Linked DNA regions of Manis pentadactyla: all the other regions are linked to region 3. The links are chromatin contacts, called in public Hi-C maps. All regions are on one chromosome and are shown on one strand. The core of a region is the stretch at or near the end of the contact, and the rest is flanking DNA. Distances in the headings are between cores, read along the strand shown. Region 1 holds the start of CFB (complement factor B). Region 2 holds the start of SLC44A4 (solute carrier family 44 member 4). Region 3 holds the start of LY6G5C (lymphocyte antigen 6 family member G5C).

The links. A called contact is a pair of places that touch in the nucleus more often than the background predicts.
Region 1: a Hi-C map of blood shows a contact between it and region 3, with 2.9 times the contacts expected there. The contact joins the promoter of CFB here to the promoter of LY6G5C in region 3. A contact is called at or near these places in 3 of 3 Hi-C or Micro-C datasets (blood, fibroblasts and skin fibroblasts).
Region 2: a contact with region 3 is called in a Hi-C map of fibroblasts, with 6 times the contacts expected there. The contact joins the promoter of SLC44A4 here to the promoter of LY6G5C in region 3. A contact is called at or near these places in 2 of 3 Hi-C or Micro-C datasets (fibroblasts and skin fibroblasts).

The regions. Positions count from the first base shown.
Region 1 is chr16:41,735,395-41,738,944 of mManPen7.hap1, reverse strand. CFB (complement factor B) reads left to right here and starts at 2,279. Exons shown (of 18, transcript XM_036875496.2): 1 at 2,279-2,508; 2 at 2,597-2,830; 3 at 3,251-3,436. The coding sequence starts at 2,379. C2 (complement C2) reads left to right here. Exons shown (of 19, transcript XM_057493697.1): 13 at 1-93; 14 at 211-376; 15 at 487-563; 16 at 707-798; 17 at 997-1,120; 18 at 1,266-1,315; 19 at 1,464-1,910. The coding sequence ends at 1,640.
Region 2 is chr16:41,784,542-41,787,906 of mManPen7.hap1, reverse strand. SLC44A4 (solute carrier family 44 member 4) reads right to left here and starts at 1,872. Exons shown (of 21, transcript XM_057493699.1): 1 at 1,550-1,872. The coding sequence starts at 1,661. EHMT2 (euchromatic histone lysine methyltransferase 2) reads right to left here. Exons shown (of 27, transcript XM_036875485.2): 25 at 3,065-3,143; 26 at 2,783-2,958; 27 at 2,014-2,469. The coding sequence ends at 2,289.
Region 3 is chr16:41,932,901-41,936,521 of mManPen7.hap1, reverse strand. LY6G5C (lymphocyte antigen 6 family member G5C) reads right to left here and starts at 1,942. Exons shown (of 4, transcript XM_057493877.1): 1 at 1,828-1,942; 2 at 660-707; 3 at 580-657. The coding sequence starts at 1,942. It overlaps ABHD16A (abhydrolase domain containing 16A, phospholipase), which reads right to left. Exons shown (of 20, transcript XR_005022753.2): 20 at 2,183-3,122.

The DNA of each region.
Region 1 (3,550 bases), core at 1,030-3,529, 200 kb after region 3:
GCAGGGGGGCCCTCATCTCAGACCAATGGGTCCTGACAGCTGCTCACTGCTTGCTCACTGCTGATGAGCCCTCCCTGTGGAGGGTCAGTGTGGGTAAGGCAGAGCCCACACCAGGTTCCTGACCCCATGGCCTGAACCTCCACCCCTTGTCCCCAGCCTCTAACTCCTTCAGGAGTCATGGCCCTGTCTAATCAGCCATATTGTTCCCAGGGGATCCCAAGTCACAGTGGGGCAAAGACTTCCATATTGAGATGGTGGTGATCTCTTCGGGGTTCAATGTCTCTGCTAAAAAGCACCAGGGAATCCTGGAGTTCTACGGTGATGACATTGCCCTGCTGAAGCTGGCCCAGAAAGTGAAGATGTCCACCCACGCTAGGTGCCAGAATCTAGGATGGGAGGGTCCCTGGGATGAGGAAAGTGTACTGGGGAGCCCCTGAGGGGGAGCCCCTGAGGACAGGCCTGTGTTACCCTGGTCCTTCTCTCCAGGCCCATCTGCCTTCCCTGTACGGTGGGGGCCAATCTGGCTCTGCGGAGATCACCAGGCAGCAACTGCCGAGACCACGGTGAGTGCCGGGGCTTGGGGTGCACAGGATGCTGGGGAAAGGGCTCAGGGCTGACAGCATGAGGTGCGCTGTAGTCCCCAAGTCGGGAGTCTGGACACTGGGTAAAGGGATCCGCATCAATGCCCCCTTCTCCTTGATTGCAGAGAGTGAACTTCTGAATAAACTGAGCGTTCCTGCTCATTTTGTGGCCTTGAATGGGAGCAGACTGAACATTAACCTCAAGACAGGGACAGAGGTGAGTGTCTCAGGTCCCCCTGTGGGGGACAGGATTCCCCTGTGACAGCTCCCAGAAGGTCTCTCTTTCTCTAGCTGCAGCTGCTTTTCTCTGTCTAACCCTGAGCCACCCCTCCATCCAGGCCAAGCTGGACTGCCAGGTGTTCCCTGGGACTGCTCATTCCATCCTTCTCTACTATTCTGTCCTCCCCTACTGCAGTGGACAAACTGTATCAAGGATGTCACCCAAGACAAAACCATGTTCAATTTGTCAGATGTTAGAGAGGTGGTGACAGACCAATTCCTATGCAGTGGGATGCAGGAAGATGACAATCCCTGCAAGGGTGAGCCCCCGGCCCTGATTCCCAAGGAGAAGGCCGCCTGTGTCCCTGTGGCCAGCATGCATGCCAGGACATGGGTGCGCTGCCCCAGGGACAGGGGGTCAGGGTGAGAATCAGGATGACAGACTCTTGTCCCTCTCTCTGGCAGGAGAATCTGGAGGAGCAGTTTTCCTTGAGCGGAGATACAGGTTTTTTCAGGTGAGGAGAGAAGGGAGAGGCTTGTAGGTCTGGGGTTACAGGATCTTGGCCTCATGGGGAGCCAGGGAGGCCTCTGAAGGAACCAGGGAGGTTGGGGCTTGGAGCTGGGTCTGCAGCAACCTCCCACCCCATTCTCTGCTTCTCCCAGGTGGGCCTGGTGAGCTGGGGTCTCTACAATCCCTGTGGCAGCACCAATAAAAACTCCCGCAAAAAGGCCCCCCATGGCAGGATCCCTCCACCGCGAGATTTCCACATCAGCCTCTTCCGCCTGCAGCCCTGGCTGAGGCAGCACTTGGAGGGCATCCTGAACTTTTTGCCCCTCTAATCATGGCCACGGGCCCTTTTGCTGTCCTGCCGGGATCTGCCAGCTCTCTGGTGTCCTACCTCTTAACATCCTCCCTCAGACCCATGGCCCATCCTCACTCCCAGCCCTGAGTAAGTCCCAGCCTGCAGGGGTCCCGAGGCAGCACCTCCCATCCCGGAATCCTGGCACTCCTGCCGGAGCCAGCCCACCTCCTGCTCTATCAACTCACTCTCCTTTCCTTTTCAAGAGGAATTTCCCAGTTATGAAATTAATAAAAAGCAGAGATTTCCACATCTGTCTGTGCCTCTGCCTGGGGGCTGACCTGGGGGAAGAGAAAGGCAGGAATGGTTCCAGGAACCACAGGAGAGCAGGTCAGAGACCCTGCTGGACAAACAGTGGCTGGACTCTGCTCCATAACAGAGTCAACAGGGCAGTGAGCTGAGGGATTATTTCTGGTCCCTAAGGGGGCAGTCTGGGCTTGCTGGTGAGGAACTGGAGCTGAGAGGTGTTGAAGGGGAGAGTCCTGGATCATGGGCAGCAAAGGGTGGGGCTTGTGCAGTTTCTATTTCCTTGACTGGTGGCTCAGTGGGGCCCTCCCACTTGGACATTCCGGAAAGTGATGTGGGTAGGGCAGGGTGGGTGAGCTGCAGGTGCCAGAACACAGATTGCATAAAAAGCTGGAGGTTGCTGGGGACAGGGGAAGGGGGTGCGACCAGGCCCAGATCTGGAGTTTCAGCTTGAACACTGAGCCAACCAGACATGCAGCACAAGCCTGGGTTGGCCATCCGGCCTCCAGCCCCAGCCTCCCTCCTGCCTTCCATCGCCTTGGGGAACAGTCTCAAGCCCCGACTCTGCCTGGTACCCGTGGTTCTGGGCCTCTTGTTTGGAGGTAAGCGAGGGTCACTGTCCCCATCCTGATGCCCCCAGTATCCCTCGTTGGCCTTGTAAGGCCAGTCTTCATGAGCCTTTCTCCTTAGGTGTAGGCGCGACGCCATTGCCTGTGGCTGGGCCCCAAGGCCTCTGCTCTCTGGAGGGTGTAGAGATCAAAGGTGGCTCCTTCCGGCTTTTCAAGGAGGGCCAGGCACTGGAGTACGTGTGTCCCTCTGGCTTCTACCCATACCCTGTGCAAGCTCGCACCTGCAGAGCCACAGGGTCCTGGAGCTCCCTGCAGACCCAAGACCAAAAGATGGTCAAGAAGGCAGAATGCAGAGGTTGGAGGGCAGTGAGGGTGGGCATGGGCCAGCAGAGGGACAGAGCAGATGGTGGCCAAAGTCCAGATTAGGGTGAGATTAGAGTGGTGTTGAGACCAAGCAGACTAATGAGTTGGGCTGAGTGAGAGTAGGAGCCACTAGGGTTGGGGAAGGAGGGAGGAGGAGGGGAGCTAACCTTTACTAAGTGATTACCCAGTGCCAGGCTGCTCTGGCAGTTAAAAGAACACTCAGAAATAGGGAGGGAGGAGCAGCGGAACTCTGCACAGCTTGAGGGACCCTCCATGACCAGAGGTTAGACCCTGCTCCTGGAGGGCCAAGAAGTCACTGTTTCTTTGAGACAGGGTCTCTAAGACCAGGAAGGACACCCTAAAGGGCAGCCCTTCCCTCTCAGTAATTTGTATTTGTCCCCCTACCCCAAAGCAATTCGCTGCCCAAGACCACAGGATTTTGAGAATGGGGAGTACTGGCCCCGGGCTCCCTACTACAATCTGAGTGATGAGATCACTTTCCACTGTTATGATGGTTATACTCTCCGGGGCTCTGCCAATCGTACCTGTCAAGAGAATGGTCGCTGGGATGGGCAAACGGCCGTTTGTGATGATGGAGGTGAGAAGCGTGCCCTCCGTCCACAGTGGAACCCTCCCCTAACCACACTCCAGCCAGGGAACTGGCATGGTAGCTCTGGTGTTCTGCCTTGCCTATCGGGCCTCGGGCTTCAAC
Region 2 (3,365 bases), core at 623-3,122, 150 kb after region 3:
GTCCAGCCATCTCAGTGACTCTCATGCCCCAATTCTTATCCTTCTTCCAGCCCTGTGCCCTGCCTAGGGTGGGCACAGATCTGGAGCCCCTCAGGCAGGTCACAGCCCCTCTCCTTACCTGCTCCTGGCCCTATGTCCACCCTCTGGCCTGTGGATATGGAGAAATAAATGGGAGCCAAAGGTATCACCTCCTGCAGAGCCTGAAGAAGGTGGGGTTCCCTGGAGACTCCCACCCAAAGGGACCTCAGGCCACTGCCAGTCTTTGGGAGAGCAGTCAGGGTGACACCTGAGCCTGGCAGTTGAGATTGTGGCCGCATCCTGTTCCTGGTCCTCCCTGAGTACACACAGGGAGGAGGTGGGGCCAGGCAGCCAGGGTCCCATGTGGGCACTGAGGAGGGAGGGCAGAAGGCTGGGCAAGAATGTGAGAAGGGGTGGGGTCCGTTCTCCCCAGGTTCTCTGGACTCTGTCCTGCCAAGGCTTTCTGGACATGAGGTCAATGATTGACCCAAAGCTGCTCCAGGAAGTCTCCCAGGAAGTCCTCACTGCTCCCTCCCCTAGCCCCCTTTGCCTGTGGGAGGCCCCTCCTTTGGAGTTCCCCTCCTACACACCAGGAGCTCAGGCCCCCCCAAACCCCAAAGGGCAGGTCCATCAGTCCTTACTGCTCACAGGTTCTCCAGAGGCTGGTCCCAGCCTTTTCCCCTCAGCCTCCCCCAACTCCTACTCCTAGGGACAGGTTGCCTGCCCTGTTCCCCACAGAGATTCTGCAGACAGGCTGCCTGCTCCTTCTCTCCTCAGGCCTTACCCTTCACAGGAAGCCATGAAACGCTCTGCCCCTATTCCTCAAAATACCCCAAGACAGGCATCCACTCCTAACAGCAACCCTGGAGGTAGCCCCAGCTCCTCACAAGGACCCCAGCACACCACACTGCCCCTGCTGCTAAGATGCTGGCAGCAGACTCCCTGCACCATTACCCCTAGAGCCCCCGCGTCCTGGCTGGAACTTGTCCTCACAGAGACCACAGACTTTCCTCCCAACGACCACAAATCTGGCGAGCTCTGTGGCACTCCCAGCTGCTGAGCCCCACCCCCTTGCTCAGGCTTCCCAGGGCCCTGCCCTGAGGGACCCAAATTCCAGGCCTGAAACCCCACTCCTTCTGGGGACTTCAGCCCCAACTCCTCATAGAGACCCCAGCTTCACTCCTCAAAGCTTCCCTAGCAATGGCCCCCAGGAGCTAGACTGTCCTCCTCCCAGAACCCTGACTCTGCCTCCTTCCATTAGCTGTTCCTGGGCCCTCCCCTCAGGGAGCCAGGACCCCCTTAGCTCCTCTCCCTGGGACCAGCAGCAACCACCATTCCCCAGAGCACGCCCAGGTGGTTATCCCCACCCTTGGCAGGGTCCTGGGCCTCCGCCCCAGCCTCACCGTGGGCCTCGGCTCCGTCCTGCTTTCCCCTCATGGCTCAGTCTCCAGAGTGACTGGAACCTGGGAGACCTGGCGACTCACCTGCTGCCGCCTGCCCCGCCCCACCCGCCCTCACGTCAGAGCCCCACCTCTGCCTGTGGTCCCCGACACTCTCTGGTTCCTCCTTCCCAACCGCTTGCCAGGAGGACAGCAAGGCTGAACCTGGGAGGGGGAATCAGGGCTGCTTGCTGAGGGCCCCATGGACCACAGCCTGAAGGACTTGGCATGCTCTTAAGACACTCCTGAGATTTTGCAAATTACCTCAACTGTAATACACTCAATGCCCACAAACTCCAGTCAAAGATAAAATGTTGAGATTGCCTTTCAGCCCTTGACCAAGCTCTGTCCAGTGGTCTCCCCACACTCCCCTCCTCCAGGTGGCTGTCCACGCCAGCCGCACCTGTTCAGCCTGCTTCCCGTCCTGCTCTGCCCTTTGAAGCGCACTCCCACTGGCTCTGTGTGCTTCCTCCCTGACCACTCCTTCCCCAGCAATCACCCAGACTGTTTATTACCAAACCCAGCATTTACTGAGAACAAAGGAAAACAGTTTGCAAAGAGTCCCGATTTCAATTCATCAAACTTTAGCTAAGGATGGGGAACAGGTGGGTAGCCAGCCCGGAAGTCACCCTCCCAGGGAGGAACCAGCTCTAGGAGTGCAGGACTGTCAGACCTCCAGGGCCTGGCTGGGGTCTCTGCCCAGGAATGTGTGAAGAGGCAGGGCAGAGAGGATGGCGGCCCTCCCAGGCATGGGCCGCGAGCAGCCAGTGGCAGAGGTGACTGCTGAGCCGGTGGCCATCCAGGGGCAGGGAGGGAATGCGTGGTCCACTCTCAGGGGTTGACAGGGGGCAGGGAGCTGAGCTCAGGCAGCAACTCAGGGTGGGGATCCAGGCGGGCCAGGCGGCTCTGCTCCAGGGCAATGGCCTCAGCTGAGTGCTTGCACTTCTCAGAGCCACACTGGCATGTGAAATACTTGCTTTTGATGTCCCAGAAGCGGTCACCGTAGTCAAACCTGTTAGAGGAGCACAAGAGGCTTATAGGACCCAGACCCAGCCGCCAGGTCCACCCCAGAGCAGCCACACCCATCTTCTGACAGGCTCCAAGTCCTCATATAGTTTATGAACTTTCAGTACCAGAACTGTCTGGAAGTTTGTTAGAAATGTAGACCTGGGGACCCTGTTCCCAAACTACACTCAAAATCTGCGTGGCTCAGGCTCAGGCCTGTTCAAACTGATGTCTGAGCAGCTCTACTCTAATGGGTGCCTGGTCTCAGCCCTCCGCACTTCCCACACCTCCCACCATCGCCGGCCTTGTCCCTGCCTCACCCCAGCTCCTCCCCAGTCCGGATGTCTCTGGAACTGAAGAAGGCAATGCGTGGGAACCGCAGGTCCTGGTGCAGCATGAAGACCCGGACAGGGATGATGTTGGGGTCACACAGGTGGTTGATGAAGCGGCTGATGTTGCCATAGTAACGGGCATCAATGCAGTACACCTCTCCATCCTGAGGGGGGAGGGTCTTCACATCTACCACCTCCCAGCTTGCCAGGCCCCCTCCCCAGGTTTCAACCTGCTGACTGGGAGTAGGGACAGTGGGATTTCCTGCCCACCTTGTTGTCTAAGTCAAAGAGATAAGAATCATCCTCTCTCACATCAGCCTCGGCATCGGAGATCAGTTCTCCGACATACCTGTTGGGCAAGAAGTGGTGGTTCTGAAGGTGAATAGGGGTTGTCAGGAGCTGGCTCCAGGCCCCTCTCCCCTCCCAGCCCCATGAATCCTCCTCCACTCTTGGTCAGCTGACCCAGACAGTATGTTTCAATCTCACAGATCAGCACGTCTGGCCTGGGGTGGGTAGGCAAAGCACAGTGGGTCCAGGGCAGGGAGGTCTGACAGCCCCTTTGCCCCAGAGA
Region 3 (3,621 bases), core at 693-3,192:
GAAGAGCAGGAATGAATAAGGAAATGTAGCCAATGTTTGCAAGTTGAAAATAAGGCAGAGGTGTGCAGAGGGCAAACTGACATGACTGTGGTTCCACATTCAGCTTCAGTAGGGAGCAGTATGTGGTTGCTGGTTGAAGCCAAGGAAGCAGAGCAAAATCTCTGGTGAGAGTGATGTGGGAAGGCAGCAAAGGCTCAAACTTCAGTGCACATGAACCATGAAGGGTCAGGAGACTAAAAAGCCTCCGTGAGGGAGACAGAGAAGAGGGAAAGAAGCAGTAGAAGAAGTCAAAGAGTGATGCTGCCAGGGACTGCTGCTGACGGGTGGGAAGAAGGCAGCCCAAGGAGAAGCTAGTGGGTCTGATGAACTCAAGGGTGCCAGAGGGCAGGGGCCTGTCTGCTGTGGGCTGAGGAGGGAGGCAGGTGCAAGGGAGACAGGGAGTGGCCCTGCAGGACAGGAAAGAGAAAGTGAGGGAACAGGAGCTTAGGGTTGGGGGAACCAGACTTGGGATGCACCTTAGCAGGCAGGTAGTGACCATCTGGTAATGGAAGGGGCCCAAGACAGGAGAAAGCAGCTTACTGTTCTTTATGAGGAGAGTCATGCAGCTGCTGCCAGGTGGGATGTGGCAAATGTCAGATCCCAGAAGGCACCCCAATCCTTTGTCTCAAAGAGACATCGATAGCCGTGCAAGTATTTGGGGAACTGAGCTGTATGAAGTGTTTGATAGCATCAAACTTACCTAGAACACACAGAAGTACTGACCCCAAACCCCTGCCCGCCTAATTACCAGTTTGGTTAACCCACTGCTTCCTCCCCACCTCCCCATCTCAGAAAACCATAAAACCATCCATCCTTAAACTCATCTGGCTCAAGCTTCCATCAGGAAGCTTTAGTCCTCATTAAAATCTTCATTGTCTGCTCTTAAACTTCCTGAAGCAAGGAACTCATTAATGAATTCATTCATTCATTCAACATGTATTTGTGGGGCTAATGCATGCCTAGCACCCTGCAAATTCAGAGGTTAGGCTGAGGCAGCCCATTGCAGCTTTGGGCAACCTTGTTAAAACTGTTTTTCCTTTGGGACTTGATTTCACAGTCACCCACCCCCTTGGGCTCTCTTTTGAATATGCTTTCTTAATCTGTAATATTCAGAAGTGAAAACAAAAATAAATCATCACAGGAAAGAAAGAATCTGTGCTTTGTGTAGACAGAAGACGTCAAGCAGCCCAGAACCACATTGTTTGTTTGGTGGTCCTATCACTGGACAGACTCATATTAAACTTTGTCCACAAAGTCCCTCCCCAACTATACATATACATCCCTCTCTTCCTCCAGGCCCAACCACATGCTAACCAGTTACTGGACCCAGACCCAGCAGCAGTATGCTCGGTGTGAGGCAAATAGGAAATAAATAGAAAACTTAATCCCATTTCTATGTAGATGGTACTTTGCAGCCAAGTGAGGTGGTGATCAGGCTGGATTCAGTTTTGTTCTACACTGTGGATCCTGCTGTTGTCATCTAGCATGTTCCCTGAACCCTCCTTATTCTGTGTTGTCCTCAGATTTGAATGCATTCCCTTTAGTATCTCCAGGTTACTGCTTGTTGAGTAAAACAGCCCTGGGGTGGCTGCTAGAAATCGCCATGAGTGAACATCAGTCCATTTATGATTAGTCCCCAGGCATTATCCCACTGAACCTACCCATCCCATCTTTCCTCCTGCCTGGGTTTACCTGAACAGCCTAGGCAGGTGTTCCCAGACACCTGGTGTCTGTGGGTTTCTCTGTCCAGCAGGCCAGGAGATCCTTTGACCCCTTAGAGCCACTTACCAAACACCAAGCTCACCATGACCAGAACTATTAAGAGACCCAGGGCCTGGGGGTTGCTGTGGAGGCCCAGGGGCCCCAGATTCTGGCTACCTGTGGGATCTGCCATAAAATGCATGGCTGCCCACCAGCCTCCAGGTTGGGTTTATATTGGTGGAAGAGAAGTAGGCCAAGAGGAAGGAGAGAGGTAACACCCATTGGGGGTGGAAATCAGTTTCAGAACAGCCAGAGGAACAGAGTGTCCTCACCCACAGCCGCTCTGGAGCCTAACATCCTGGCTGAGCGACAGGGGAATGACAGGGTAACTTTCATATTCATTCAACATTTATTGTATCACTTCATCAGATGTTGGGGATACAATGTTGCCCAAGGCGCTGCACTCACAGAACACACAGTCTAGTGGCAAAGAAGTCAACAAGCAATGATAGAGGGAGGGAGGGGTCAGAAACATGACCAAGGGGATCTCCGCCGAGGAGTAACAGGATTAAGATTTGTTTGTAAAAGATTATTGAGGCCAGGAAACCAGTCAAGACGCTATTCCTGAGTCCAGTCACAAGATGGCGGCCTAGTCTAGCAGAAGAGAGGCAGGGAAACACTGAATTTTTTGAGAGATTTAGAAACAAGACTGGACAGTTTGGACTTAGATTGAACATGGGTGAGGGAAGTGGGGACAGGTTTGCACAGGGCGTGATTGGTGGTACCATTTTCCAAGATGAGAAAGACCTGGCACTGTCAGAAATCTAAAAGCGAGAACGTTTGGGTGCCGTTGACCGTACGTACTCAGTTCTGTGTCCCTGTGGGTTCCGGAAAGCCTGTCTTAGCCTACGCCTAAGCTCAGCTGCAGGTCAGCAGCTCTGATCTCCGGCGCCCACCGGCTCTCCGCGCTTAATTGCACCTCAGGTCCGCGGGCCCCGCGTCGGGACTCAGGGGTCAAGCTCCCGCGGACACCCAGGGCACTACGCAGCTTCTCCGCGCGGCGGCACTGTGGTGCCACATCCCTCCCAGGCCAGGTGCCCGCCCACTTCCTCCGCCCGCGGGCCTGCTGGTCTCCCGCCTGTAGGTCATCCTCTGAGACTCAGGGGCTTGACTTTAGGGGTCAGTGGGCTATGGGAAGTCTTAGGGCGTCCGGTCTGGAGTTTTGGGACACGCCCTAAAACGGTCCAAGAGCAGCCAGGAGTCATCCGGCCTCGGGGTACTGATAGCGTAGAGGAGAGGAAACGGACGGAGACGCGCCAGGAAGCACGCACCGGGAAGAAACACGAGAGGAAAAAGCACACACTTCGCGCCCCATGAGGAGCCTTGGGATGAATGAAAGAAGAAAACTGTATTAGAGAAAAGTCAGAGTAATGGAGAATTGGGAGGAGTGCCCGACTCCTACATAAATGTCTGTTGAATGAGTGACAGTAATAAAACGAAAAGGATCGGAGAGGGCAAAGGGGAAGCAGAAGGGAATTGCACAGCGCCTTCTGAACCAATTTCTCGAATAAAACAGCGGTCAAAAGGCCAATGACTAGGGGGTTATGAGTGATTGAGTCGGGGCTTCCTGAAGGGGTTACCCTGAGAGGGCCGGGAGAACTTGCTGTGGAGTTACGGCGACCAAGGGCTCTGAGGGTACCGGCGGGAAATGCTGGTGAAATTCTGGGGCTGAGTCTTAGTTCGGAGGGGGCGTGGCCCTAGCGTCATTAATCCCGCCCCTGTTCGTTTCGCTTCGCTCCTCTCCACGCGGCAGGGTGCGGCCGCCAGAGAGGGAGCCACGAGGGTTCGTTGCTGTGGTAACGGGCTCCGAGGTGGCTCTCC